Linked DNA regions of Mus musculus: all the other regions are linked to region 2. A link is a contact called in public Hi-C and Micro-C data. All regions are on one chromosome and are shown on one strand. The core of a region is the stretch at or near the end of the contact, and the rest is flanking DNA. Distances in the headings are between cores, read along the strand shown.

Region 1 (3,280 bases), core at 328-2,827, 280 kb before region 2:
GGAGGTTTCAATAACACATAATTCATAAGATTTGTATGAAACACACACACACACACTGTCCTTGGAACAAGACCTGATACCCAATATATGCCATCAAGGCAATTTCTTATTATTAACTTTTATTCTGTTTTCTGCAACTGGGTTTTTCTGTCTTATTATTTTGGTCTCTTGCTTTTGTGCTTCTGCCTTCCCAATATAGATTTTTGTTGTTGTGGTTCAGATCCAATCATCCTTTAGAATTATAAATAAGGCTCCTTTTTCCTGATGATTTTGAACATCTCCTTTGTTGTTGTTATTTTGTGAATAGATCATTTCTCCAAAAGTCTTATCATGGCTTTGGAATTTCCCCAGCAGCAATTTGGTTTCAGACAAAGGTATTCTGTAACTTGCTTCACCTTAGGGTGAATCAAACAGACAGCAGAAGACAGGCAGTACTTTCCCTAAATAGGAGAACAAAGAAGCTTGAAACTTCTGTATTCCAATAGAATCCCACTGTGGTTCATTCACTTATTCTCAGAGGTTGTTTTGTTTCTAGCTGGTGTAGAGACAAAGGCAATTGGTTAGCTATTTGCTTGAAATCCCTCTTGTTTGCTCCACTTTTCACTTCCACCCAGCACCTTGCTTGCCAGTTTCACTTTTATGTCTGCGGTGGGAAGGCCTTCAATTCCACTGCCCGTTGTAGAATATGATCTTCATTTTGTTAAGCTCGATTTCATAATGCCATCCATAGTCTCAAAACTTTCAATTTCTGTCTCTCAAAATTTTGTTTTAATATCTGTCCTGATAGTAAGCCATCCCCAACCCCAGACATCAGGCCATACTCCTGTCTCTCATTACCTTCTTTGTTAATGCTGTTAATAGTTGCCTTTGGTAAAAATCACTGAATCTTCCATGGCCTATCCAGAGATCAAAGTGAGTTTACTGTTCATTCTGCCTTGATAGTGCAGAAGTACCACCACAAACAACATTGTGGGGATTACTGGAAAGTATCAATTAATAATCCATCCTGTTTTGATTCTAGAACAATTAACAGCAAAGATAACAGACTACCAGATCCAAAAAAATGTTATCGCATAAAAACAGTGGTGACTGATCACATTCCTGAGGAGTTAAAGAAAGAAAGAAAAAGAACTAAGAAGTCCCACTATATCTAATTGCTGCAATTAATTAAGTCACTCCTTCCTCCTGGGGGAAGTAGAAGCAAGAAACAAAGAGAATAGCTTCTCTCAGACAGTCACAACACTGAAATCCCTAAGGCAAGAAAGGGAACCAAGGTGGCTCAGAAATCCCAAAAGCTATAATGGAAACAAGATTTTTTTCCTTCTTATGAATATAAAATATTTTATCAGTTTCCAATCTTTCTGATATATATATATATATATATGTATATATATATATATATATATATATGCTTTTTATTTTCTAAGTTTCTCATCTCAGCCGGAATTTCCTAAGAAACAATTCACTCTATCCCTGTAAGTACACAGTAGTAAATCACAAATGTCTGTATTTCTTCTCGCCAGAAAAAGCACAAAGCTGAAAAGACTCCCGCGGGAGATGTCAGTGTTGTGAGTCTTCCTGACCCTGCAGATGGCCAGGATTCTGTGAGAGTGCATTTTATGTGTAGATTGCTCCTGACATATCATCCCTCACTAAATAGCTGCTGATGACATTCAGCCATTTTCATGAAACATCTCAGGTTTTCTTCTCCTCAGTTTGAGATTGGTTCCTGAATTACAATCCCTGGCAGGAACAGGAAGATATTAAGTTGCTGGCACAGAGAAATGCTTTTCCTCACCCTGTGATTCTATTAAAGCATCTCACAAAAGGTTGTTGACTCTTTACTGAAGGGTTTTTGTAACAAGTTTTTCTGTGTTGGTTGAAGAAAATAGAACCACTGGCTGAAATGGTTTCCTACTACTTTGTCCTTCATACATAAAATGATAGAATGAAAGTAAGCATATTACCTATGTCATTCAGCAAAAACAAATGGTGTTTGTGACCCGATGACCTGGATAGTTTAGGGACCCTTTCTTCTATTACGTTAGCGTTTATAGAGGATCTCTGGAGTGTTCTGCAGTGTGTCCAGAATTGGTGAGTACCCTACTGTGAAGAGCTCAGTCCAGTGATTAGTTAGAAGAAATGAACTACTTACCTTATGTATTCCATATGATGATGTGCTTTAAACAAATATGTGAGTAAATATAGCAGATAATAACAGCTCTTCTACTCAGTGTAAAGGTTAGAGGCAGATTTTCCAAATCCAAAGACAGAGTTTTCAGAGAGATAAGAATGGCAACAGGAAACAGAATATAGGTGCCTCTCTTGGTCTGTACACTTGGATTCAAGCAGTGGTTTGAAAATACATTAAAAAGAAAGAAGTTGTACTTAGTACATACAGGTGTTTCCCCATTACTTCCTCAACTGTATGTTGTGATGACTATGTTTTTTTAGTGAATCAAAGAAGGCTCTCTAGAGGTATAGAATTAATAGGATATTAGGGAAGGTATTAGATTAGCATACAGTGATGGAGTTTATTGAATGAAAGGTATTGTGCATGATGGAGAGAGGACCAGAGAATCCACTACCTGTTAATCCCAAGAAGCATGGAGCTTCAGAACAAGAGGGATAAACAATGTAGCCCAAATCTGAGGTTGGAGGCGTTGACGACACCTGGGCAGACACTAGAGGGGGTCCTTGTTGATAGGTTGAAGAGCAGGGGTCTGATGTACACATGTGATGGCAGAAGTAGTAGGTACCCTCGGTTAGAAGGAAAGGAGTGTGCACATACTGCTAAGCTTCCCCTTCCATTTTCATTCGTTGTAGGCTGCTAGCCTATTAGATGGGGCCAGCCATATCCAAGACACATTTTTGATTGCATCTTAAATGTGTTTAGAACTGCCTCACAGATATAATTGGAAGAACACTTTATTCTGCATAGATATCAAGATTAACTATGATAATTATCTGCCATATGTAATTTATAACTAATTTAATGCATATGAGACATGCACAGGCTACATACAAATACTGTGCTAATGGAAATGAGGGACTTGAGCATCTTCAGGCTTGGGAATCTATAAGTGGTCCTTCCTGAACCAACATCCTAGCTTGGATACTGAATAATGACTATATTTAGGAAAAGTGGAATGGAGGAAGAAACCATGCTCAGAACATGGAACCATTTGAGACAGATCATGTTGGTGACAGATTAGCACAATGATCACAGATGAAGTCAGTGAATAGATGGACTGTATAGAATTACAGATAGGATGGTGAG
Region 2 (3,152 bases), core at 110-2,609:
AATAGGTGAGCAAAAAGAACTCCAGAGCTCCATCTGTAAGCTGCAGCATCAGTTGCGTCTCTTAGACTCTGACTCAGACATGATATTATATCCTGAGCTCTCATGGGTTTTAGGGCTTTACACTCAGATGTGAAACCACGTCACTGTCTCCAGTCTGCAGACTCTAGGTTTGTTTGTTTTTTGTTTTGATTTTGTTTTTGTCCATTTATAAGAAAATGTCTTCCTTGGAAGCCCACGCTATTTTCAAAGTTTTGGTAATCCTCTTGCCTTGGCTTCCCAAATGCACAGATTACTGAAATGTGGCATTACATTTGTCTTTAACTACAGATCTGAAACCTCTCAGACTGCAGAATTGCACGCAACAAGCCTCTTTGACAAATCGACTGCTATGTATATCTTGTTGTCTCCATGTCTGTGGAGAAGCTGGACTAGCACAGAACATATGGAAAATAGGATAATCTTCTACATAGATATTTTCAAAGAATAGCAAGAAGCCAGTTGTGGCTATCAACCAATGTTTTAACAATACATATGCTCAGTGTTCAGATTGGAAATTTTATGTGACTTTCTACTACATCCTAAACTCCTTGGGAGGGCTGAGGAGTCTGAGGTGGTATGGGGCAAGTCCAGGAGGAAGAATATTAACCTTGTTCCTAAGACAGTCCACTTTATACAGCTTATATTCTCAAGTCCTTTAGTGCTTGATGACCACACTGAAGAAAATGAAATAAAAGCAGGATATCAGATGCAAACTAGCATTATGTATCTGACTTGCACCGCAGTGACAATGTCTACTGTATTTTCTATTCCTGTACAGAAGATGTTACTGGTCAAGAAATACCCCTTTTCTAATATTAATTTAGTCTGATAGTATTAATTTCTGATAACATATTAATTAATTCATTCAAGTTAATAACGACATGTTATTCACTATTTTCATTGCCTTTTGTTGGTTTACTTTTCCTTAAGCTTTACTTAAAGTGGCGCTGTCCTTACATGTTCCAAGCACAGAGTAAAATAGATGTATCACACAAACTACAATCTCTGTTGCTTGCTCCGTAGAGTGCCACAATTTTTTTCAACTGTAGGCTTCTATTTCTATAATGCTTATATCAGACACAAGGGAGCAAATTCTTGTTCTTGGGTGGGGGGCAGGGGTTGAATAAAGGTCTAGGTTAGCCTGCCCTCTAGTGTGGCTTACTGATTTCTGGGGAGAGAAAAAAAATGCAGCATGTCCTAGAAGCTGATTGTGCAATTCTGTTGGGTTGGCAACCTGCCATCAGCACCAGAACACTGCACAACTTCCTCCTCTTTGGGAGCTACAGGCTTCAAGCATTAGGTCACATTTGTAACCCAGTTTTGAGCAGAAACACACTCTAGACACACCCTATGCCTGCCTAAGCCAGTGTCACATGGTTATCCTTGACTGTGGCTTTTGTCATTTCCTCCCATTTAATGATAACACACAATGAAACTAAATAAAGGGACAGACTTCTTACTACAGGAACTCGGGGATTTACAGAGTGCTTCTGAGGGGAATTTGGTCTCAGAAATGGTACTGGTTTAGGCTGATCTCTCTGAAGCAGTCTGCCTATGTGTCTCCTTGGCTGGCCCTTCTGAATGTGAGGCTACAGCCAAATGGCTCTGAGGCTGCACTCCAGGATCCATGTTACCACACCAGAAGCATCTTTGAGATTTGGTTTTACTTCTTCGTTCAAATTCTGCTCAAAATTAAACTGCCTTGGAGGATAGTGTTTAAAATTTTTTGATTTATATTTAGCTACACAAAATGAGCTCCCTTTAAAAAATGAAAAACTAATTGCTATATTTGCTTAAACCTAGAAGTGCCCTGGTTATAGATCAACTCTGAAGTTATTTTAAACATGTTACTGCAATGCTAAATTTCAAACGCTTTTTCAGGATTTTGTGCATATGTTCAGTTGGGATGCTCAGAATTCCTGGCTGATGGGAATTTAACCAGTGCCTGCCTGTTCTTCCTAACCCACATACATAACATACATAACATACATGTTCTGGACTCATTTGTCTAAGAAGTGAGAGTCTTCCATTTTTAAGCACTCATAATTTAAAGAAAGTCTAGATGTTAGCCTTTACAATAATAACAAATAGAGCAATAATCTTTAAAACCACCCATAGATGTAAAATATTTTGTATGTATGTATGTGTGTGCATATATATATATTCTACAAAATATGCCTTCTTTCTGTTCTCAAATCATTAGTCTACTAAGGCTGCATGCAAGGACTAAAGTGACATAACAGCCTCTGGAGAGCACCACCATTCATCTTGGGCATCGGCATTTCCTTAAGATGAGTTCTGTCATAGTAGGCATATGGATATAATTGTGTTGTCCATTTCTTCTTGTCTGGCAGTAATACAACCAAAGCAAATATAAAGACTTGAGGGTTTAAGAATCACAATCAGATGAGTGGAAAGGAATTGAAGAGAGACAACACAAAGCAACAGACTCCTAGGCGACAAGATATACCTGTATGGCAGTTGTCCTCCATTCTGGAGCCTTCATTGTGTCATTTGTGATAAGCATGGCATGGACCAAGTGTAATCAGAGGTATCTGATTTTCATCCCCAAACTGCCTGTTCTAATTGTATCTGTCCCATTCTCACCACATCTGTGTGTTTCCATATATTTTAGATACAAAATATAACAGATTAAAGTTTGCCAGTGCAGGCACAATGTTACCCAAACACCATGTTCTCACTGGCTCTGGTTCCCATTCTAATCCACACCCTTGGCATGTTTGCCATTTGCTGTATTGATTTTTCAGCTTGTGTTCTTTGCTCAAGTCTCTGAAAGACATCATAAATGTAATCACTGTCATGAAGAGGAAAATGAAACACTGCAGACCTTGTGATTGGTGCATTGCATGTTTTTGTCACAGCATCTCAAATACACGTGAGATTCACTGATTCCCTATCAGTGGCTCCCTTTTGCCCCTCTAGTTTGCTGACATGTGATTTTCCAAGTCATTTTTAGAAATCTGAAACCTGTTAGAGATTGCAGATGCTAGGCTCTGCATGGCTGCTATCGTTTTGGCAGAGTCTGCTCTTTCAAGACAACAAAGGCAACACATAAAAATCTGCCTTCTCTGACTCTGTCCTTAAAGTCTCTG
Region 3 (3,228 bases), core at 584-3,083, 360 kb before region 2:
GAATGTTTGAGCTTTTTACCAAGTTTTGCACAGTTCATTTCCAAGGATCCTATAGAGGAGATAGGCACCATCCAGAAACAGTTTAAGTAAAATGAGAAAACATGAATTCTCTGGGACAGAGAAGCATGTCCCAGCCCTTCATAGCTTAGGATGGAAAGCATATGAAGACTGGGACAGCCTCACCTGGGAGCTTGGCCCTCACTGCCTTCCAGCTCTCCTCCCTCAGAAGGTTTGTTATCCTTGATACTGAGTTTATTGTAGGGTGTCCCACCTGCCTATACACAAATAAGGAGCTTGAAGAAATAGGTGGGCCAAAGCTGTTGACCAATCCTTGCTTCCCCCAAAATTTACAGCAGATGCAATCCCTTACATTTCTATGTATGTAAGGAAAAGGAGAACTTGAGTTTCTAGGCCTTACAATATTGAATTTTTCCAGGTAGCATCAAATTCTGGCCATAAAATAATAAAACAAATAAGCCAAAAGAATAAAATGTATTATGAAAACAATTTCTGTTTTTTGCAGATTATCATGTCTGCTACCTGGTAAAGCTTTTACTACAGTCTATTATTCTGAGTGTTTTTTAGCTAGTTTAAAAAAAAAAGTGACTATGTGTGTACTTCTACTATACTGATTAAATACCTTAAAAAACTAACATGTCTTCCACTGAGATTTTTCTCTTTTTTTCACAAGAAAAGATACAAACTATGTGGAAAAGGGCAATACTAACAGGTTCCCTCTGAGGTGGAGAATTAGTGCAATGTTGTGATTCATGGTTTAGCAGCATCAGCTGGAATGTCATCTGCAACATGATTCAGTGTGTATTCATCACATGAACTTAAAACATGTCTGAATTCCATGTCTTTTATAGTTCTACAAAAACTTTCTTAAGACTGAAAATGGTGGTGATTTTTTAAAGCACCCCCTTTAACAGGAAAGCAAAATGTACAAATGAGAGGAATGTTGTTTGTTATAAAATAAATTTGAAAATTGAGCAACCAAATGAATTTACTGTTAAAAGTCTGAATTTCATACTGAATGCCTGCATCCGCTTTCTTACTCATTTTCACAGCCCAGTACAAAGGAATACAATAACTCCACTCCACCCCCTGCACCAAGCTATGCTAATTGTAGAAACTGAAGACATTTTATCTCCATAAGGAAAGAGAAAAATATTCCATATATATTTTCAAAATCTAAGATGTGAGTCTCAGAAAATTAGAGAACAAAATTTTAGATCTCTTTCCCAAATGGTTTGCTTTGTTTAAACCATTTGGTTAAAGATGAAAATGAAATTTTAAAAAAGGAAAAAAAGCGGGGAGGGGAGAGAAAGGCCACCTTTCAAAGAAAGGTGAAGTCATCGATTTTTCTTGAAGTGTTCCACAAGAAAGAAGCAAGATCTGGTGCTATGTGCACCCCAGGGCTAGCAGCTGGAGGGCAAAAACCACCTTTTATCCATGACTGACAAATAATACATAATGAGGAGGGAGAAGCAATTCAGGGTTTCAACATTTCTCTCTCTCTCTCTCTCTCTCTCTCTCTCTCTCTCTCTCTCTCTCTCTCTCTCTCTCTGTCCTCTTTCAGGGCAGAGCATGGTGCTGCTGTTCCCACTTGTCAACCTTTGAGGTGCTGCCAGGAAAAGGGACTAGGGTGACAATTGTTCTCTCCTCCTGCAGTCCCCCCAAGCTCTAGTAAATATATGCGGCTTTTTTTTTTTCCAAATAGCATCCAGCTGCAAGCAATCCACCACTTCTCCTTGGAATGACATGCTGGGGGTGGGGCTCTGGAAATGTACTGCACAGTTATAATAAGCCCCGTAGAGTAAAGCTGAGATCTAAGATCCGGAGAGTGGCGTATGCAACTGGAGAATTGCATCAGTTGGTGGCTGATACACAGTCAGTTGGGAAAAGAGAGTTAAAAGGAGTCATAGAAAGAGATGAAATCCGAGCTCTGTTCACAAGTGAATTTTCAAAAATTGTGCCATACTGTGTATATTAAAAATAATTTTTACATTCCATGAAAGTGAGATGTTTAATGTAAGTAATTTATAGTACAAGTGAGACAAGAAAAATGAACAACCAGAAAAATCTAGAGGTAGGTCTTGTTAACATCTTTAGGTCTTTTTATTGTTGTGGCTGCTGTTGTTTTTTTGTTTATCATAGCCCAAAAGTATTGAACCTCTCAGAGACTATTTCTACATATACATATAGTTCACATCGTTGTGCCCTGTGTGTTGTTCATCAGACTAAGTGGTGCTAAGTGGTGCTATAATTGGAGATGAAGGAATTGTAGCAGGTGATAGTGCAGATTGTTTTTAAATTATTGCACACAACATATGTGCTCAATTCCTAACCCTATATTTCGCTGGATTTTTTTTTTTTTTTAGTTAGACAAGTCACTCTTTAAAAATCTTAATTCCTTCCCTAATTTCTTTCTCAGCCTGCCATTCTTATCTCCTTCTACTAAGGTCAAGTCTAAGTGGATCAAGGAATTCCACATAAAACCAGAGACACTGAAACTTATAGATGAGAAAGTGGGGAAAAGCCTCGAAGATATGGGCACAGGGGAAAAATTCCTGACTAGAACAGCAATGGCTGTAAGATTGAGAATCAACAAATGGGACCTCATAAAATTGCAAAGCTTCTGTAAGGCAAAAGACACTGTCAATAAGACAAAAAGGCCTCCAACAGATTGGGAAAGGATCTTTACCAATCCTAAACTGATAGGGGACTAATATCTAATATATATAAAGAACTCAAGAAGGTGGACTCCAGAAAATCAAATAACCCCATTAAAAAATGGGGTTCAGAGCTAAAAAAAGAATTCTCCCCTAAGGAATACTGAATGGCTGGGAAGCACCTGAAAAAATGTTCAACATCCTTGATCATCAGGGAAGTGCAAATCAAAACAACCCTGAGATTCCACCTCACACCAGTCACAATGGCTAAGATCAAAAATTCAGGTGACAGCAGACGCTGGCAAGGATGTGGAGAAAGAGGAAAACTCCTCCATTGTTGGTGGGATTGCAAGCTTGTACAACCACTCTGGAAATCAGTATGGTGGTTCCTCAGAAAATTGGACATAGTATTACGGTAAGATCTCATGATACCTCTCCTGGGCATATATCCAGAAGATGTTCCAACTAGTAATAAGGACACATGCTTCACTATGTTCATAGCAGCCCTATTTATAATAGCCAGAAGCTGAAAAGAACCCAGATGTCCCTCAAC

What was found. Hi-C and Micro-C count contacts between places; a contact is called where the count stands out from the background.
Region 1: a Micro-C map of muscle stem cells shows a contact between it and region 2, with 4 times the contacts expected there. The contact joins two enhancer-like sites. A contact is called at or near these places in 1 of 15 datasets of contacts at CTCF or cohesin (the NIH/3T3 cell line), 6 of 484 Hi-C or Micro-C datasets (the 3T3-L1 cell line, macrophages, muscle stem cells and 2 more) and 1 of 115 datasets of contacts at active chromatin or transcription factors (bone marrow-derived dendritic cells).
Region 3: a Hi-C map of tail fibroblasts shows a contact between it and region 2, with 2.5 times the contacts expected there. The contact joins two enhancer-like sites. A contact is called at or near these places in 2 of 484 Hi-C or Micro-C datasets (macrophages and tail fibroblasts) and 1 of 115 datasets of contacts at active chromatin or transcription factors (fibro-adipogenic progenitors).

Annotation. Positions count from the first base shown.
Region 1 is chr13:90,236,959-90,240,238 of GRCm38.p6, forward strand. No RefSeq gene overlaps it. Among named protein-coding and RNA genes, the nearest start is that of Gm41013, 76 kb to the left of the region's middle. Within about 2 kb of position 1,578, at least 7 of the 459 cell types and tissues checked have an H3K27ac peak or open chromatin away from gene starts, as enhancers often do.
Region 2 is chr13:90,514,737-90,517,888 of GRCm38.p6, forward strand. All of the region lies in intron 1 of Gm35111 (a long non-coding RNA gene), which reads right to left. Among named protein-coding and RNA genes, the nearest start is that of Gm35111, 33 kb to the right of the region's middle. Within about 2 kb of position 1,360, at least 184 of the 459 cell types and tissues checked have an H3K27ac peak or open chromatin away from gene starts, as enhancers often do. A contact at or near this core is called in tail fibroblasts, where this site is marked.
Region 3 is chr13:90,151,283-90,154,510 of GRCm38.p6, forward strand. No RefSeq gene overlaps it. Among named protein-coding and RNA genes, the nearest start is that of Gm41013, 10 kb to the right of the region's middle. Within about 2 kb of position 1,834, at least 45 of the 459 cell types and tissues checked have an H3K27ac peak or open chromatin away from gene starts, as enhancers often do. A contact at or near this core is called in tail fibroblasts, where this site is marked.